Regions from separate parts of the Bactrocera dorsalis genome. Here region 2 is linked to region 1. Evidence: chromatin contacts called from public Hi-C data. All regions are on one chromosome and are shown on one strand. Each heading gives the region's core, a stretch centred on a gene start, on an enhancer-like site or on the middle of the called end of the contact. The rest is flanking DNA. Distances are from core to core; before and after follow the strand shown. Region 1 overlaps LOC105226062 (protein CREBRF homolog). Region 2 overlaps LOC105226062 (protein CREBRF homolog).

Region 1 (5,871 bases), core at 941-3,440:
CGATATTTATGTAAAAATATCGATTATTATCGATAAAATTGTTATCGATAAAATTTTACTTATCACCTGTATTTTTTAATATAATTATCATTATAAATTTGTCATAAAACAATCGAAACAATAATTCATATGGCAACCACGTTTGCGACACTCCATTTAAAAGCCATAATCTATATTTAATGTCTATTATAGGATGTTTCAGCGTACGAACGAAAATGTATCTAAACATAGAAATAATAAATACACGCGCCGCAAAGTGTGATAATCCACAAAGCAAAGAAAAAGCAACCGTGTACAGATCAGTCTGTCTGGGAAGAGTGCTTATTATTTACTGCTTTATATTATTTTTCTATTAATTTGCCATTAATAAAAGCGATATAAAAGCGTGCAACATAAATATGTTCATCTTTCATGTGTGTATGTGTGCGTATGTACATGTATGTGTACACTTATAGCCCATAATTGCGCTGTGCACAGCAAGCGCCAAGAAAATTGTAAACAAATTAAAAATTGCACTCGAGAAACGTGTCGGCAATCTATATGAATGTGCAGGTGTGTGTGTGTTTGTTTGTATGCATTTCTGTTGATAAACAGTTACTTAACTGCACAACATTGTATTACCAACTAGACCGTCATTAGCATTTTTGCTAATTTTATCTAGCTTGTGGGAAAACATGCTGAGGACGATCGAGAGTGACGCTGAGAGAGTGAATTCGCGGAGGAGAGTGTGTGAAAAAATAATGACGAAAAACAAAATACTCTAAATGTAAATGTAATTGAAGTTGGTGGGCAAACACTTGAGATGCCGCACGCCAATGCAGCGAGTAAATGTAAATATACATATTTACTTGTGTAAATACAGACAGATGAGAGTAAAAAAAATACTAAAAAAAAACAACGAAAAATCAACACGTGCCAATATAGCGAGAAATTATAAGTATATTTATAATGCAGTTGAGTAATTTTATCAACGCAACGAAATGCCGCGCGTTTCAGCAAAAACAATAACAATATAAATAAACAGAGGCATTCAAAAAACAGTATGGCAGCTTTGTTTTTAGTTTGATAATGGGTTTAATAAAAAAATTAAAGAGAGAAATGGAATAGAAATAGAAATAAAAGTAGAACCGATGACTAAAAAATAAATATACAAACAGTTTATATAATTTCCCTTAATTTAATTAAAAAATGAAAGATAGAAATGGAATAGAAAAATAATTAAAACAAAAAGAGATGAATAAAAAATAAACATATAATCAGTTTATATAATTTCCCCCATAGTATATGTATTTTTTAATACACAATAGTGCAAATAAAGAACTTTTTGTTGAATTCAATCAGCCAGTTGGTATGGCAGAGATATACTATAGTCGTTCGATTTGAATAATATGTCCAGAGATTGAAGCCTTGCCTTGGACAATAACCTGTACAAAATTTCGTGAAGATATCGTGTCAAATAAAAAAGGTTTCCATACAAGGTTTTGCTTTTGAGCGATCACTTTATATGGCAGGCATATGCTATAGCGGTCTGAACCGAACAATTTGTTCAGACATTGTAGTATTGCTGTAAACAATATTCCAAACCGAATTTCGTGCTGATATCTCAAGAAATAAAAAAGCTTTCCATACAAGGTTTTAATTTTGGACGATCAGTTTGTATGGCAGCTATATGCTATAGTGGTTCAATATAGGTAGTTCCGACAAATGAGTATCTTTTAAAGGAGAAAAGTATGTGTGCAAAATTTCAGAACGATATCTCAAAATCTGAAGGACTAATTCACGAAAAATCGATAATAAGCATACAGCAATATTTAAAGATTTACATATTTACACAATTGAATTGTGGCGAAAAAATTAAAATTATAAAAATTCCACAATTTAATGTGTCTGATGTTGCTCATAGCTGTTGTTGTTGTTACTATAAATGCTTCACATGAATACCACACGTCTAAGAGGCGCATGGCACTCGCTGCCCCCAAAATGCACTTACAGCTGCACAGCTTTGCAATTCATTGTCAGGGCTATGCACTAGCAACTAGAAATATGTATACATGTAAATACATATGTTTGTACACTTATTATATGTACATATGTATGTGTGCGCTTTGTAACCGCCAGCAAAAAAGAAGCATCATTGCTTGTTCATCATACGCCCCGTTGTACCGCGACAGTTTTATTGCCGTCTGCGGGTATCGATGTCAATAGGAGTGCATATGTACATATGTATGTACGTATGTATACAAATGTACATAGCACATGTGTGCGTCAGCAAATATTTTCATATTTGTTGTAATTTTTTTTTTTTTTGCTTTGCACCGCCGTCTGCAATGCAGCCAATGCAGTTTTTTCGCCCGCCCGCTCAATTGCAAGCAATTACTTTGGCGATTTGTTTTGTTCGTCACGCCCGTTGTTGCTCGCTTCGTTTGCCATTTCTCGCTTGCTGGCTGCAATTTATTGCATTTCGTTTGTTTGCTCATTCTGCAATGTTGATGTTTGCACTTCTCCGCTTTGTTTTTTTCCGCTTATTCTTGTTTCTGGTTTTCGCATTTTAATTTGTTTACAGAATTTTTTGTTGTTAGTATTGTTTCACCGATGCAGCGCGTGATTGTAATTTGCATTTTTGCAATTCATGTACACACGCTTTGGATTTGCGCGGCGGTGTTTCGAGTTGGAAGCGATTGCAACAGTTTTTACCGCTTGAAATAACAGATTTCTTAACGAACTAATTGGAAAGCCGGTAAGAGGACTTTGAAAACTTAGAGCAGATAACAGTTGTTGTTTTTGCATAAAAATATTTCACTTACATAATGTCAAAATTGACAAGTCTGAGCCTGAGATAAATCGGATTTCGTTCAGGTCATTACCGTGAGCATGAAAAAGATGAGACGTCGTATCTTCTGTTGCAACGCCGGCCGTTTAGATCACTCAAAATTTGTATAGAAGATGATATCTTATTAAAATCAATTTAGAAATATACATCTCTCTTCTTCGAATAGCTCATATTTGGTGAGATTTATGACAATTATTTCACTTTTGAGACGGTTTCGAACAGGTTAACTGAAAAGTCTCCGGCTTGAGATATAGAAGGCGCTACTAGAATTAAATCCATATGATTTTAGTTAAGAACTGAACACGACGAACGCGGTCCAGAAACGAAAGACCGTTAACACTGACTGTTACATAGCGTTACTGAACCGTTTGAAGGACGAAAACTTACCGAATTTGAAGAAAAAGAAAGTGCTGTTTCACCAAGACAACGCACTCTGCCACAAGTTAGTGTAAACTGTGACAAAAATTCATGAATTGGGCTTGTCAGCATCGACAGCATTTTAAAGATCTGACCTCCAGCGACTGTTTCTTGTTCTCAGATGTGCGCTGCGAAGAAACTTTCGCCGAACCAAGAGATGATCAACGGAACTGAGGCCTATTTTGAAGCAAAGAACCAATCGTACTACAAAAATGGTATCGAAAAGTCGGAGGGTTCTTAGTAATGCTTACTTCAATTTGCATTTTTTTCGAACCATTTTCATTTTTAGAGTGGTTAAATTGTTAAAGGTTCCTTAATTGCTCAATTAAGAGTCTGAACATGGTATAATGTAGATATATGTATGTATGTATATAATTGTCAGAAATTGAAGTGACTAATTATTCTAAGAAGTTCAGCGGTAGCAATTGTTGAAAGCTCTTTCTTGGATTTAGAATTATATTATTAGTATACTATATGTACATTTTAGTACTTTAGATAGTTCAATCTCTTAAAGGAGCACTAATTTGCTTGTGAATTGCTGACATGATTGAACTTGTATGTTAGTTAGTGATTTTTTCTAGTTACTGTTGTACTATAATATAGACCAGTTCCAGATCTGAGAACCTCTATTTCCATATTGGTACATAAAAATTCATCAGAAGTAGTTTCAAACGCGTTTTAATACAATAAGTAATCCATATACATATATATATCTATTATTATATACTCGTATCAAGTATTAATCAACACCGCTTATTCAACACTAGTTCTCCCTAAAGAATTGTTTTACAAATTAATGAGCTCACGTTTTTATACCTTCTATGAGATAATTACCAACGAAATTTTCCCTTCGCCCTTTAAATACTGAATCGTGTGATTTGATGATGAAATTTGTTGACTGAATTGTCATCACCAAGGCTTTTAATACGCAAATTTTACTCAATTTATAGCGCTTGACTCATTTAATTATTTAATTATAAACAATTTGTTGATATCACTTATTTATTGAAACAAGTAAAAGTTTGCGAAAAAGAAGCGGCAATTTGCAATGATTTCAGATTTATAACTCATTACACTAGTGTGTTAAAAAATTGTACAGTAATTTTTTTTTATAAAATCCATCATAGAGTTAGATCTCTTCTTGAAAAATTAAAAAAAAATTTTAAATAAATTTTGTTATTTAATATATTATGGTCTAGAGTTGCCAACCCTTAATTAATTTCTGATTTTTATTATTTATTTATTAAATTTCTAATTGTTGAATTTGATAAATTTCTAATTGATGATTTTGGTCTAGAGTTTCCAACTCTTAATAATTTATTTATTAATTCTTTATTGAAACTAATTGTTTATATATTATATTTTGGTTTAGATTGCCAACCATAACTAAATTATTAAATGCCATATTTAATTATTAACCTCAAATTATATTTACTTGCCCGATCAGGGCAAAAAAATAATCATTTCGAAAGCTTACTCTTTGCCTTTTTTTTTGGTTTTGAGCTCTGAACGGAGAAAAAATAGATTTATGTAAGAAAATATATTGCTTATAATTTAGTATTTAATTGAGTTAATGGTTTATTATTCAATTACATCTACTATAGTTTAATTATTAAACATTTTGCTATTTTATTCAATAAGAAATTATATAATTATAATTATTTTTAAAACAAAGAAGAAGAAAGCAAAAGCACAAATATATTTATGTATAATTGTAAAAACTGTTTTTTAAACATATTAATTAAATATAATTGCTCCACAAACAACCATTGCCACTCCATACTTCATGTGATATTTATCACAATTATGACAGCTAGGAAAATATGTGGCAAAAAGTGGGTGTGTCAACAGACGCAATAAATTGCTTACACACAAACAAAACATTATTAATTAAATTAATTTTTTTTCTAGAATTTCTTTCGTAACATGCATATCATATACATATGTACATCTGTAAATGTTAGAAGACTTTTGTTGTTGTTTACATGTGCTTCATTCTTCAAAAGGCGAGCGAGCAAAACAATATTGATGACGATGGTGTGAAGGGGAACGTCTTGAATTATTTGCCCCATGCGGAATATTTAGATGTAAGAATGAATGATCTAAGCCATAAATTTGTAATTATGAAAACAATAACAAGATTTCGAATATAAAAATAAAAAAAATGTTAAAAAACATATATTTGTTTGCATGTATAGTATAAAGTATGCTTGTATTACAGTGTTATTTCCATCATAACATTAAGCAACAGACGTCAATATAAGTACGATTCACAAATTAAGTTATTCATTTAACGCTATAAGTGTGCGCGTCTCTGTATTCGTGTACCCTTAACAGTCGTTTGGACTTCCGCAATTGATATCGGCGCGTTGGCTGTGACTACGGCGCCCGCACAAATTTGGCACAGTTTCACACAGATTGACGTCGGCAAGTCAAAAGTCGCGCGCAACGGCCCGCCATGTTACATATACAAATATTAAGCGGATTCTACATAAACAAGATAAACTTCTAATCACATTACTTATGTATAAGCAGGCAGTTGATATTGAATTTGTGGCAAAGAGTGCTACTAGTTCTTTCTAGTCTCATGAATATGAAACTAGTTCGCTTTAGCTGAAATAGAA
Region 2 (5,642 bases), core at 87-2,586, 36 kb after region 1:
GGAGTTACCTTGTCTGAAACTTCGTTTGATATCGAACGGCTGGGAAAGGTCCTTCCCGATCCCAACGAAGCCTTTGGTATTGTTCAGCGTCAGTTTACAGAGCCGTGTTAGTTTTGTGGAGATATCAAATTCAAACATAAAGGCATAAAGGGAGCTCCTTTTCGTGCTATCAAAAGCAGATTTGAAATGGACGAAGAGGTAGTCGTCACGCAAGTCCGGACAGTTTTCTGAACGCCATTCACTTGGGAGTGGGCAGAAACGATTCTTTTACATATGGCTCAAGCAGCTCGCGACTTCCGGTCTTAGACCAAGTATCCTCTGGGTAGCTAAAAAACATCCTTTTGAAGGCGAAAAGGCTGAAGTGAGAAAGCAAAACGTGCCTCCCCAAAGTTGTGTGCAGTACTTTAGAAGAGAATTGGTTTTTTAGAATTGCAAACTCAAATTATTGTTCTGAGATTTCAATAAGTGGTTTGTAATAACTCGAGAGAGTTGACTGTTAGCATGATAGAAGAGGTTTATAAATGACTCTCCATAATTTCACAAAAACATATATTTTTTAGTTTTTCTTTATTAGTTTTTACTATTTTCCATGTTTTAATCATTAATTACTGCAACAAATAGACTACTCCTTCGCGTAGCTCTCGGCACACTCGGCATCGCCATTTGACGTAATTTGTTTGTTTACATTTTCAGGTGTATGCAAACGTCAACTTTTATTATGAAATACGCCAATGTGGTCGCACCTTTTCATAAACAACAACACTTCACGCCTGACCACCTCCCTTTCTCTCAGCCAAACAAACATAGCCGCAAAGTAGTTGTTTTTGCAATCACGACAACAAATTCATTAATTTACATTCGATTCTCACTTTTGTGTTAAAAAGAATTTTTGCAGTTATTTTTGCAATGGATAAATAATGCTTGCGAATTTCCGAGAATCGCAAGAAAACCAGAAATAATGTAAACTCATTTAAATACAAAATATATAAGGTAAATAAATAAACATATACATATGTACGAGTATATTTGTGTATTGCAAGCTCAAACATTTGCTCACGCTTTAAGCACTTGCACTTATGCACCGGTTCTAATGACACCATTAAGCTCTTAATTGTGAAGTTATTGAAATTTGTTTTTCGAGCAAATCACTTGTATTTTGTGAATCCCCTCGCGAGTGCATTGTAGGTACATACATATTCATACATACAATTATTGTTTGTGTTTCCCATAATTGTGTTTATTTGTATTTTTCGATTTCTAAATATAGCTCCGATGGCACATGTGTTTCACTGTGAGCATCGCGTGACAGAAAACAGCCGGCGAGTGTGGTGAGCTGAACGGCGCCTAGCCTACATGCTGTCAGACGATTTGGCAGCCCACCAGTCGATCAGTTGTGGAAGTAAACATACATACATATGTATATATACATACATATGCATATTCATGGGGAATTTTATGGCGACAAAGCTTTTAATTTTGAAGGGTACAACGAATTTCACCGAGTATTTACATTTTCAAGAATTTTTAGATTGTCACCGAAAATTGCCGCCATACCATACATATGCTTGTCAACTATCTTGTATGTTTTATTCTATAATATCAGTTTGAACTTGGTCAGCAATATGCCGCAACAACAACACCAACAACAAAAGTATTTTCGGTATCCCGAAAACTTGAATTTCCAATTTATATGAATCCAATTTTAGTGAAACGATAATTATTAATACAAAACGATTGCATTATTCTCGCATGCAATTTATATTTTGAAAATTTCGGGATCCCGATTTTTCGGGATTTGAGATTTCTACTATAATTCATATTTCTATGATTACTTTATGGAATTATTGAGCTTGGCATCTTAATGTGGAAGCCTTTGATGGAGTAACGGACAGAAAATTTCGGGAGCACGAAAACTTAAATTTTAGATTTTTATGAATACACTTTTATAAATAATTACTTCCGAAAAACAATTAATACTGTCGCATGCTATTTATTTATTAAAAATTTCAGGATCCCGAAAACTTCTTAATTACATTTACTATTATAAATCAAATTTCTAGAATTGCTTTAGGGAATTAATCAACTTTATATACATATAATAATGTGTAAGCAGTTGAAGGGAAAACGACAGAATTTTGCCGCTACCACAACAACAAAAGAATTTTTCGGTATCCCGAAAACTTGAATTTCAAATTTATATGAATAAACTTCTAGAAATAATTAAAAAAATTAATATTTCCGCATGCTATTTTTTGTTGCAAAATTCGGGATGCCGAAAACTCAGCTTCTCCATTGCAAATTTACTACTAAAAATAATATTTGTATGAATGCTTTAGAGAATTAATGAACTTCATATATGTATGTATAATAATGTGTAAGAAATTGATGCAAAAACAAAGGATACATTTTTCGGGATCTCGAAATTTGGATTCCCAGTTCATATGAAAATGTTTTGAAAACTAATAAATAATAATGTGTAAGCACTTGATGGGAAAACGACAGATTTTTTCGGGATCCCGAAGCTTATACTTTATGGTTATATAAATATGCTTCGAGAATAAATAATTACTACCACAAAAAAATTAATACCCTCGCTTGCTATTTATTTTTATAAATTTTCAGGGTCTGGAAAATCAAAATTCGAATTTCTGGGATTTGTATTATAAATAATTTTTGAAAAAATATTGTAAGAAATTAATGAGCTTAATACATATATTAAATATATATATTTTTTCAAAGAATCCATTGACTCCCTTAGCTTCTGTGAAACAAAAATAATGCTTTTCTTGTATACAATGCGCCTAATTATAGGCAACACTTTTTATATAATGACTACATTTAGGAGAATCAATGGCGGATAAACCAAAATGCCTGCAATAAAGGATAAAAATTGGTAGTGTGGTGCTCTTAACCTTCATAGTGATCCAATTTGTTCACCAAAATATTATTTTTCACTAAAAATCATTTTGAGAAAAGAAAAAAATATTGCAATATGGAAAAAGTAAAGCAAATTCCCTTCATAAACAGAGAAAGAAAGTTTATTGGAAAATATTTATATACACATGTATATAAGTATTGGAGAAAGCCCTCACAAATGAAAGCAAAAGCAAATACACAAATAAATAGTATACATAAAAAAGCAATATAAGGCAAAACCGTCCTTGAACGCTGCATATAAAGTTCAACACAAAGAAGAACTGAACAAGCAAAACAAAATATATCAAAAACAAAACATAAATAAATGTAAATAGAAGTTAGAGAGGCCAGTGCATAATGGAGTACATGGAGGAGCAGGACGCCATCTTTCGCATATTTACAACAAAATAATAGCACGAATAGGCGCCGAAGGTGAAGAGGGGCTGGATTAAAAGCGAAAGTGGGCGATGAGTCAGCATATATGAGATGTATGAGTATTTGTGGTGGATATAGGCGATGTGGTGAGATGAAGTAAGGTCAGTGATGCTAGCAGCCGAGCAGATGTGGGGAATGGTGAGGAAAAGGTAGGTTTTAGGTCATAAAATGGTAAATACATATATAAAAAATATGTATATGGAAGGTATAGGAATGCTTTTGTCTAGTAAAAACCCAAAATGTAGTTTGAAGCAAGCGGCAAAAACAAATGAGAAGTGAAATAAAACACTTTGGACGCTTAAAAGAGACGCGACGTCGCGACAAAACCAAACAGCAAAGCAGAAACAAAGAGGAGTAAGCGACGAAATTTACTCAATGAATTTCGGCAAATAGGAGCTGTTGCGGCAAACGAGTAATGCAGAAAATTTTCCACTACCAGCGCTTGTAACGTACGAGTGACAACAGTTGTCCTTAGCAGAAGGCAGCACTGAATGAAGTCAGCGCGCTGTGAGTAGCGTGGTATTGACACGGGTGTAGGCGTAACGAAATGGCCTTGGAATTGAGTTTACGTTAGCGTTTTCACTTTCTCTTTGCATCACAACATTAACGTTTATTTTGTTTTGTCTTTTTCTACTTTTTATGTACATACATTTTATTACAACGTATTGTTATTTGTTGTAGTTGTTGTAGGATTTTATTGGACTGAACCGACTGGCGTTGCACACACACACAGCTGCAAGTGTTTCATAAATATTTACCAAAACACACACGCTAGCCGTGGCCACAGGCATACAGCAGTGGGCGCACAGTGCGTATACGCAACCTACATGCTGCTTGTAATTATGTAGTACTTCTTCAAGCGCATGAAATACAGCAGCTGCGTGGGCACACAAAGAAAAACGGCGTTACAATAATGCAATATGCGAAAATTAAGAAAAAATGTTTTATTTACAAATCATAGAAGCGTGAAGTGAGTTTGTATGCTCAATCAAATGGTGCCACGGGCAGCACAGATGCGTACTGTACCCACGGCAGTGAAGGTCGATCTTAATGAGCTGTAATCAAATGGACATTATTCATAATTAAATGTAGATAAGAAATTATTGCAACGGGATATTATGTATGTATGTGTGTGTATATATGTAATTAGCAATTCCATCAAAGTATATATGTATGTAATGCCGTATAAGAGTATAATGGAAAAATTTAATTTTTTTTGCCAAACATTTTCGTAACAAAACTCAATTAAGTACCAATCAAGTCCTAATTAGACACATAAATGCGTCAAAAGAGTTTATTTCAACATTTTATCGCAAGAATTTGTTTCGGCTAAAACTTAAATCTATAAATTTTCATTTTTAACCGAAAAAAGAAAACTTAAGAGCCTTAAGCTCTTATCTCTGATTGGCAAGTTTTTCGATTTTCCTAATTTGCTGACATTAGCTAGTCTGTCTGTCGAAACCCACGAGTAATTATTTGCTCACGGCGTAAAAACACCAACCGTTATTCAACAAAAAATCCTCAGTGAAGAAATTACAAATTTCTGTTTAAAACCGCTAAAAATTTTTATAAAATTTCCTAATTTGGGTTGTATTTGGTTTTCTATTAATTTAGCTGGCATTACAAGAGCTTAAAAGCTTGCTAAATAATGAAAAGATATAAACGGTAAATACTGGGCTAAAGCAAAGGTGGATGCAGAGAGAAAGGTTAGCTCCGAGTATGCGGAGAAAATAGAGAAATTCAGGTAGCTTGTTGCGAAAATAAAGAATACAAACAATAAAATGGGTAGATAAAAGCAATAACGAATGAATGATTATTTTCTATATATTTGTATTTTATATAAAATTATTAACAACATATAAGAGAGTTATACAATAATCATGTAGAAATTTTTAGTAAATTTATTATTGTATGTACTATGTGTGTGCATGTATTTGTATGCAAGCATAGTATCCTTCAGTATTATTACTGACAAGGACATGCGTAGGTGTATACATACAAATATATAAAGTTTGTAAACAAATACAACGAATTTTATGCGAGTATACATAAATATATATGTATGTATGGTATATGTATATAGTAAATATATATTTCGTAGGTAGTGTGCGTGAGCAAACAAAATTTAAGGGTGTTGAATGTAATGCGAAAGATGGCGAAAACATAAAAAGCATAATACATATACATATATGTAAAACAAGTGGATTCAAGGAGTGGCGCGCAGTGGAACACTGCACGCAACAAGATTATGGTAGGCATCCTGTGGAAGTTTACGTTGTAATATTTTGCAT

The links. A called contact is a pair of places that touch in the nucleus more often than the background predicts.
Region 2: a contact with region 1 is called in a Hi-C map of whole body, with 5 times the contacts expected there. The contact joins two enhancer-like sites. A contact is called at or near these places in 2 of 2 Hi-C or Micro-C datasets (both in whole body).

The regions. Positions count from the first base shown.
Region 1 is chr2:100,574,486-100,580,356 of ASM2337382v1, forward strand. The region is part of intron 2 of LOC105226062 (protein CREBRF homolog); the gene reads right to left. Among protein-coding and RNA genes, the nearest start is that of LOC115066140, 22 kb to the left of the region's middle. Within about 2 kb of position 2,191, the one cell type or tissue checked has open chromatin away from gene starts, as enhancers often do.
Region 2 is chr2:100,611,020-100,616,661 of ASM2337382v1, forward strand. The region is part of intron 2 of LOC105226062 (protein CREBRF homolog); the gene reads right to left. Among protein-coding and RNA genes, the nearest start is that of LOC105226062, 23 kb to the right of the region's middle. Within about 2 kb of position 1,337, the one cell type or tissue checked has open chromatin away from gene starts, as enhancers often do.